2 separate regions of the Triticum aestivum genome follow, and region 2 is linked to region 1. Evidence: chromatin contacts called from public Hi-C data. All regions are on one chromosome and are shown on one strand. Each heading gives the region's core, a stretch centred on a gene start, on an enhancer-like site or on the middle of the called end of the contact. The rest is flanking DNA. Distances are from core to core; before and after follow the strand shown. Region 1 has its middle 17 kb from the start of LOC123164495. Region 2 holds the start of LOC123164645 (spermine synthase).

Evidence for each region. Hi-C and Micro-C count contacts between places; a contact is called where the count stands out from the background.
Region 2: a Hi-C map of leaf shows a contact between it and region 1, with 6 times the contacts expected there. The contact joins the promoter of LOC123164645 here to the enhancer-like site in region 1. A contact is called at or near these places in 3 of 5 Hi-C or Micro-C datasets (all in leaf).

What each region holds. Positions count from the first base shown.
Region 1 is chr7D:421,859,829-421,864,434 of IWGSC CS RefSeq v2.1, reverse strand. No RefSeq gene overlaps it. Among protein-coding and RNA genes, the nearest start is that of LOC123164495, 17 kb to the right of the region's middle. Within about 2 kb of position 2,129, at least 2 of the 8 cell types and tissues checked have an H3K27ac peak or open chromatin away from gene starts, as enhancers often do. A contact at or near this core is called in leaf, where this site is marked.
Region 2 is chr7D:422,137,899-422,142,504 of IWGSC CS RefSeq v2.1, reverse strand. LOC123164645 (spermine synthase) reads right to left here and starts at 1,916. Exons shown (of 12, transcript XM_044582190.1): 1 at 1,710-1,916; 2 at 64-281. The coding sequence starts at 250.

The sequences.
Region 1 (4,606 bases), core at 880-3,379:
CTGGATGCAGAGTAATAAATTTATGACGTGATCGGTCACTGCCCACGAACGCGCCCATACGCTTTCGCCGACGTTTGAGGGACCAGTTTACCAAATACGATGGTAAATGCTCTAAGCTTCTGGGAGCCACAAATACCATCAAGCCTAACCCTAGCACCAGAGACACGAGCAGCACGGGCAACACGTAATGGTACAACTCCGGAACAACGTTTTTTGTGTGGGGGGTGGGGGGGGGGGGGGCGAATTATTCTGTTAAGTGAAGTTGCAATGCGAGTGTATATCGCATGTTCTTTTGTGTGAAATAATGCCTACCATATCACCTGACTTTCTTTTACGAGTCAGTTTTTTAACATAGTACAGATGCAGACACTCATACATACCCACATACACTCAGCCATATAAACGCAAGCACGCACATCCTATCCATGTGAGCACCTTCGAGAGATTGAGCTGACACGTTATCTTGAGATTGACGAAGTCACCACAGGCGCCTCCGCGGTTGCCATGGGGTACGATTTTAGGAGACCAAGGCCTGGTTCTCATATGGCCGGAGGATATTTCCTTAAGATACGACATCGGTCATTATGGTTTAGTGAGGCATTATTTTGCGTCGAATGCAGTATACCCCTCTTACTATGTTTGGTATTCCGGATGCATTGGGATCTCTGCAACACCATTGCAAAAGCTAAGGAGAAGCATGATCCTTGGTTTGAGCTGAGAAAAAAAATGCAAGGGTAACTATGAGTGCAAGCCCATTATTGAAGATTGCATCAACCGTGTGAGTCCTTGCTTATAGATGCTCGGCCGCCATCGATGAATATGTTCGCATCGGGGAAGATCTCATCCTTGAGTATGTGAGACTTCATAGCACTTGATTCTTGTATTTTTATCATGTTTATTTGGATTCTTAGTTATCCAAAAAGAATTTCGCCCCGCTTTATTTGGATTCTTAGTTCATGTGGACGGTATGTTGTGTTTGAATTTGAATGGTTCAGTTTAAACCATTAAACTAAATATGTATATGAACTGTCTGTTCTTTTTCTTGAGAATGAATTGTCTGTTCTTGAATTCTTAAGTTTTGCATTAAAGTGCTATAAATTTGAAAATGGTCGGACGGATTGGAAAAATTATTTTTCTGGCCATTAAGTTTTACGGATCTGCTAGATAAAGAAAAATGGCTTTTCTAGAGGATAAGGGATGCTATAGATGCCCATACCCACCCTATCACATTTGTTGCTCGTGATACATGAAACCCATTATATTATGATGTTACACCATCTTTTTCATATTAAAAAAATCACATGGTCGTAGTTTTTGCATGGTAGACTAGTGCTATGCATGTGTAGAACGGTGGGATTAAATACTCTCGTTAAGGCAGGAGATTGGTTTCTTCAAAGTGTTGTGCGTAAATTTTTTTTTTCAAGGGTCAGTGCTATAAGAGTTGACTGGCTGTCTTTTGCCATTTGGCCACACAAAAAACGTGTATAGGTTTCTAACTAAATTCACGGGCGAAGTTAGTTGGATCTTGGCATCATACCTACATAAGTATTCCCATGCGTAGGATAGTAGATTGACGAAGCATGTCATGCATGTCCAAATGAAGGGTTTCGTTGGTTCTACGGTATGCTCTCACTTTCAGCCCCTCACGAGACACGAGCGTCTAATAAGCCAGGCTTTGGTTGCAGGCTTGCAACGGATGAGACACCATGATGAAAACGGCTTGCGCCTCATTTTATATATATAGATAAAACACGGAAAAGAATATGAGTCCTCATTGGATACACCTTTAGTTAGGTCGTGCTTGTACACATCCCTTGCAACTTCAACAATTTACACATGTCCACAATTTTCTCTCTCTTTGCGGACAGGACCATGTGGTGGACAGCTACGCGAGGCAGGCGATGGGGGCGTCAAGTTTGGTGCGACTCATTTTCCTGCAGCACAGCCATGCACGGAAGAGATCATGTGCTTGTCTCCCATGCATGCATGGTGGTGAGTTTGCCATGTTGGCGAGTCTGTTGCATAGATGGTGCAATCGGATAGGAAACGGACGCGATCAGTGGATAAGATGTGGATGTGGTGCTGGATTCGCAGGGTCGACGTCGTCCATCCGGATGTGGACGTGCATAAGCGGCTCGTCACGACATGTCATCGTGAGATTGACGGCCAGTCGAGACTCATCGCTACCAGTGTCGTTGCCACGTTTGTGAAACGAGGGGAAAACGAAACCTGCCAACGTGCGTGTCGGTGACCGATGTGCCCCCGAGAGGCCAAGACTGTGCATAGTTTGTGCAGGATGATGACAATTCAAATTCAGCGCCTAGTTCATGACAAATCCAAGTAGTTATTGCTTGCGACCCATAGAAGGAAACCAGCCCTGCACATTGGGCAACAGCAGTGCAAATTCAAGCAACAGTTTGACTGTTTTCTCTCTCTTGCGATTTGGAAGGTTTTGTCCTGCATTTGTGATCCAAATTCAGTACTCCGTCTGGTCGGGTTTATAATGCCGGGCACGTATTTTAAGGTTTTCAATTTACTAGCGAAACACATGTCATATGCCATAGAAAAAAAAATTACATTCGTTATCGAATGAAATTTCTGCACATAATTTTTTTGAAGAAATATTCCACATGTTTTTTAGTTAAATTAAAGACCTAAGAATCCATGTCGACTTATAAACTCTATCGAAAGGAAGTACAGAAGGTCGTACTTCATGGTTGCCAAGTTCTGGATCATTTTATTCATTGCCATTTAAACTTCCAAGGCAAACCGAAGGACACGCGCGAGACCACCCTGAGGAGAGTTCCAGCACTACACATCGATTGAAGCAAAGCGGAGATCAACCATGAGTCTCTGAACTAGTACTATCCTTGTGGCGGTTAAGTCCTGAGAGCTACAAGTGCTATCTGTATTTCTTATTATTTCGCATTGCAAATTAATTCGTCAAAGACTTTTTTTGCTTCCAGCTTGCACTACTTTGTGTACACATCAGTTGACTGACGGTCACGGCCCAGGCACTCCAGCTCCGAACGAAGGGTCCACCATGCAGGAAAACGCTAAGGCGACGGGAGGCGATTGCATGGCGATCGCCTACCGCTGCTAGGGTTAGGGTTTGAGCTGCGGGGGTGAGAGAGGATACGGTGGTTCACGTGGACGGCGACGGCGCAGTCCTCAGGACCGACCGGCGATCTTCCTTCTTCGCTGTTGACGGAGCGGATGGCGGAGAAGGTTGGGGAGAAGGAGGCTAGGGTTTCGGAATAGATGGGATCGGCATCGGTGGCCGCGGCGGCTGCGACTACCCCGAGGAATCATAACAACACAAGGGTGTCCATAGGCGAGGCGAACCAGAAGAAATCTACCAGCCGAGCTAGCAGTGCATCGGGCTCGGGGATGGCACACCAGAGGAACACGACCGGCAGGCAGGGGGATGCAGAGGCACTGGCCTCGGGCAGGAAGAACACCCCAGCGGCCGAGGGGAAGGGGATGTCGACGCCGCAACGCAAGGTGGATGGTACAGCAAGCCGGACCTCCTCTAAATCTCCGGTGGAAAGCAAAACGCCAGATCCTACGTCGAGCCTTTCAGCGAGGCTTGGGGGCATGATACTGATGGACAAGGAGGCGGAGGGGTTCGTGTTTGAGGAACCGGAGAAGGTGAGTGCAAGGAATTATCGCTGGTCAGCGGTCGATAAAGTATGCTCGCCGTGGCCGATGATCATGAGCGCGGTCGAGCGTGCGATGCAAAGGGTCTAGGGTTTGCACAAAGTAGCCAAGTTTGCGGACCTCGGCTCCAACATCTTCGAGGTTCACTTTGGCAGCGAAGGAGACTGGAAACACGCAATGTACAATGGGCCATGGCAATATGATTTCAGCGTGTTGATCTTGAAGGAATATGAAGGCAAAACTAGGCCGTCAGAGATGATTTTCGATAGGACTGACGTGTGGGTTTGGGTGGACGATTTACCACCAGATAAGAGGACTGAATCCTTTGGCAGAGCTCTTGGGAATTGGTTGGGGGAGATCGTGCGAGTGGACACTGATAAGGATGGTATAGCAAGGGGACAGTATTTGAGGGTTAGAGCAAAGATTAATGTGTTTGAACCGTTGGTGAGAGGTTTCAACCTCAAAACGTCCAAAGATGACAAGTTGGGAACCTGGTTTGATTTCTACTACGAGAAGGTGCCTCATTTCTGTTTTGAGTGTGGTAGGATGGTTCATGCAGGAGGAATATGTGTCCCCCCTATGGACTCGTCCCAACAATGGGGTGGCTGGTTAAGGGCGTCCCCGGAACGGCCTAGCGGAGAAAAAGGAGGATCTCAAGGGCCGGCCGGAAGCAGCAATAGCTGGGGCAGTAAACGTACGGGCGACAGCGACCCAAGGCGTCATTCCAATCCTGACAAGGCCGAGGCTCCAACAAAACGTAACTTGCAGGATGAGTTTACCAGGTCGGAAGGAGCACGCACTGGCGTGGCCGCTAAATCTGACAAAGGAGAAGTCACTAGCCCTTTGAAGGATAAAAATAAGTATGAAAGAAGGGAGGGGCACGACCTCAGACAGGATTTAGAGCAGAAAAGGGAATGGGACCTGAGAAATAAACTACAAGGACAGC
Region 2 (4,606 bases), core at 667-3,166, 280 kb before region 1:
CATGCCTCTACATTTACAATTCCTAGAAATGCAATAACACAGCAACAATCTGAACATACGTACCAGAGCGTGAGCGGGTTCCTGTGAACCACCCGGACACCACAGTTGCGTGGCACTTGGCCTCGGATTCCGGCGCAGCAGCCTGCGCCTTGACACAGCAAGGAGGCAGTGGCTTGCAGGAGCCATCATCCGCACTTCCCTTTGTCTGTGCTGCCGCTGCAGAAACATTTCTTGCGCCTCCACCCTCCATGAACCCTGTTCCGCTTTAAAGTTCCCAGCCTCTGGATCAACAGCACAATACAAGGCAGGCAACAATAAGAAAAAAAAACAGTCTGGGATTTTTTTTCTTTCACTAGGTAATCAACAAAAGGTACAAAATTACTTTACAACCACGAAAGAGGAACAAACGCTAAGGTTCTAAACATGACATTCTCAAGCAAACTACTACTAGTATTATATGCGATCAACATGAATGAAAGGAAACAAATTGAACTATCGCCCTGTACTCATGCTTTCACCATCTCAGTTTTAGGCTTTAGTTGGTAGTGAACATCAGAGATTTCCCCTCGTATTTCAGTTCTCAGCAGTCTTCCACTCCTCTAGTACTTAATTAAACGAAAGTCAACAAGTTCCAATGACAACAGGGCATATGGATATGATGACACCAGCTCTGCACCTAGTGTAGGGCAATGCCAGAGCACTAAATGCGATCTGGATTGGGTGTAAGTCTTGTTTTGTGGATGTGGTTGGTTTACTAATGATTGATGAAGCTGTAGTAAAAATCCAACAAAGTTAGGTAAATCATATGACATCTAGACGTGCTTTAGCAAAACTGAAATTATGTCATGCTATTTACTGCCCCCTAACATATATTCTGGAACAGAAAGTCTAGATAAGGCATGATTGGAAACTTTGATTATACAACAAAAAAACTAACAAAACAGCACAGATCCCTACGTGGAGCAAATTTGCATCCAGTGGTGCGATAGGATGGAATCGAAGAAATCTAGAATCATTTTTTCACAAAGATGCAGAATCTTTGAATGTAACCGTGTATTGCTAAAGGAAGGGAAATTACCCCCTCAAAATCGAAAAATGCCAGAGGCGCTTTTTATATAGAAATCATCAAGCAAACCAGAGAGGCTGACTATTTTCAGCTAGTTTAAACGCAGAAAAAAAATGCAATGGTGCGGGCAGATCGAACCACTGGCAAGTAGAACCACTGGCACAAAGGACCAAGCACCTGGCGTGCACCCAGAAGAAGACGACGGGGCTGTGAACTTAAATAAACAAACGGCGTCTTTTTTGTTGGATAAAGAAAGAAAGATATCTCCAGGGCCGGGGGGCTATAACCTCGTTGGGAACACAAGCGACGACCCGGCCACGGCCACGGCCACCGCCACCGAGGAGGAAGAAGACGAACAAGGGGCGACAGGAAACATCTGGCCGTGTCCCGGGGCTAAATAGCCGCTTGGGTTGCCGGATTTAACAGCGCCGACAACAGCGGACCAATTTCACGGAATCTGCAGGGCTAAATCGAAAAAGTTTGTACGACCTCTGGACTCTAGTCAAGTCCTCTAGCGTGAAAGAACGCCCCCCTGGAAAACTTGGGCACGGCGGAGCGCCACCGTAGTCCGGAAGTGAACCTAGGCAGGCGCCAGAAGAAGAAACGAGCGCGCGCCTAGGCTGGAAGCTTTTGTAGCTCTCACCTGTTGGACGTACACGCGGACGGCGAGGGGGAGGAAGATGATGACGTGCCGCTGCTGGGAGAGAGTGGGAATGGGGTGGAGCGGGGTGGGCGAGAACAGGAGAAGCTTAAATAGGCGATCATGTGCAGTGCAAGTGCAGGCTGTGACTGGTCCTCTTCTGGCACCGTCCACGGTAGGTAGATGGGGATGGGACGGGACGGGAGCACCAAAGAAACGAAGGGCTCGTGCTTGATTTTGACGGCATTAAAAGGGCGGAATGCGATGCTCTTCTCCAGATAACCCCGCTCCAACGGATTGGATGTACCTTTCATGTGAGGTGTCTCCGCATCCGATTCTCGGAGAAAAGGGACGATGATGTCCTTGCGCACGGAAAGATGCCTGCTTTTTTCTCTCCCTTGCATGCCACTCAACTCATATCAAGAACATGGCAACTCATTCAAGCCGCAGATTTTGCTGCGTGACAGTGTGCATGCCCCTCGGTTCCCTTAAAACGAGTGCGCTTCTGAATTTGCTTCGCGATCAGCAATTATTAGGAGAGAAAGTACTTGGACACGAAGCATACATACTACTCCTACATGCGTTTCCCCTAAAAACTAAAGAAGAAGAAGAAGAAACAAACAAACGTGTGTTGCTTGAAAAATGAATAAACAAACGTGTGTTGCGTGTTAAAACAAGTGCATACTATGTGGTTAAAAATGACAAAAAATAATGGAAAAATAAATACAAGATTATTCTCGATTTTCATTTTAAAATCAGCAAAACCCACAAAGTATGTGACAAAATTACGTATAAAAGAAGAAAAGCTTTTAAACTGCACTTAACGTGATGCCTTATTTTAACAAAAATGTGAAGCGTGAATCATATATTTTTACCGTCCATAACCGTATAAAAATCAACGCCAAAAAACAACTTATGACTGCCCATGCATGGCTTGATTTCTAAAAAAGAAAAGACAAGCATGACTTGGTGGGTGACATTGTTTGCATGGGTAGATTAATGTAAAAAAGCAACTTATGTATGAATACATGCATGACTTCTGATGTTACACAAATTTAATCAAACGACTATTTAGGGCAATTCCAACGGGCCGACCTAAACGGACACCGATTTCGTCCGCTTCTTGTCCGTTTAGGTCGCCTCTCCGTGCGTCCGTGCCCGCTTTTTCATTTGGGTCTGCGAGTGCGCCCAACGGTAGCCAGACCCATTTTTGACATGTCCGCCCTGACATTTCCTCAAACACGTAGCAGGCAGGGCAGGGGAGCTCGCAGCGCGCGGGGAGGCCGACGGGCGAGCTTGAACCCCACGGCGGGGGCGGCACGGCGAGCGCGAGACCGGGCGTGGGTCGGGCGCTGCCGGGGTCGGGCGCGGCGAGGCCTGGCGCAGGAGCGGCAGGGCGCGGCGAGGCCGGGCGCAGGAGCGGCAGGGCATGGCGAGGCCGGGCACGCGACCAGGAGCGGCGGGGCGGCGCGGGGACGGTGGTGGTGGGGGGAGGGTGGCGACCAGCAGCGGTGCAGGGGACGAGGTCGGGCCGGGAGGCGGCGGGGCGTGCGAGCTTCATCGCGCAAGCTACCACGGCGAGCATGCGCGCACGCACGCAGCTGTGCACGCGGCATGCAGCAGCCACAACTGTTGGAAACGAGAGTTTTGGCAATCCTTCACGATGTATTGATCGGTGCATAGCGCACGTATATATGGAGTACAAAGTGGGCCACAACCTCAACTATACAATGACTAGGAGGTGGGCCGGGCTAAACAATATACATGCACAAACCATATGTTCAACACCCCCCGCAGTCGAAGCGTCGCCGGATACGCAAAGACTGGACCTGAACTCCTCGAAAACAGAAGTAGGCAGTCCTTTTGTCATGACATCAGCGAACTGCTGCGCCGTCGGGACGTGGAGGACCCAGATGCGCCCAAGAGCCACCTGCTCACGAACAAACTGTATGTCGAGCTCAATATGCTTCGTTCGACGATGATGGACCGGGTTGGCAGAGAGGTACACGGCGGAGACGTTGTCACAGTAGACGAGCGTGGCCTTGTGAACATCACAAAGCAACTCCTAGAGCAGCTGACGAAGCCAAGAGCATTCAGCAACGGCGTTAGCCACTGCCCGATACTCTACCTCGGCACTCGAGCGGGAGACGGTGGGCTGTCGCTTGGAGGACCAAGAGATCAGAGACGGTCCAAGGTAGACACGGTACCCCGAGATGGAGCGCTGTGTGTCCGGGCGGCCAGCCCAGTCCGCATCAGAGTAGGCGACGGTGTCGGTGGAGGCGGAGGCCGTCAGCGTAAGTCCCATGGACTGGGTGCCGCGTATGTAACGGAGGATACGCTTCACCATAGTCCAGTGAGAGTCGCGCGGAGCATGCATGTGAAGACAGACCTGCTGAGCAGCATACTGCAAGTCAGGGCGCGTCAGGGTCAGGTGCTGCAAAGCACCCACAATTGAGCGATAGAAGGCCGCATCGGATGCGGGAGAACCCTCCAGAGCGGAAACCTTGGCCTTGGTGTCGACAGGCGTGGGAGCGGGCTTGCAGTTAAGCATGCCGGCTCGATCAAGAAGCTCATGGGTGTAGCGCTGCTGGTGCAGGAAGAACCCATCTGCCCGTCGAACCACCTCAATGCCAAGGAAGTAGTGCAGGGGCCCCAAGTCCTTCAGGGCAAACTCATCGCGAAGACGAGCAGTAAGCCGCTGGAGGAGCGCGACAGTCATAAGTTGTTGGAAACAAGAGTTTTGGCAATGCTTTACGATGTATTGATCGGTGCATAGCGCACGTATATATGGAGTACAAAGTGGACCACAACCTCAACTATACAATGACTAGGAGGTGGGCCAGGCTATACAATATACATGCACAAACCATATGTTCAACAACAACTAGCTAGCTAGCATG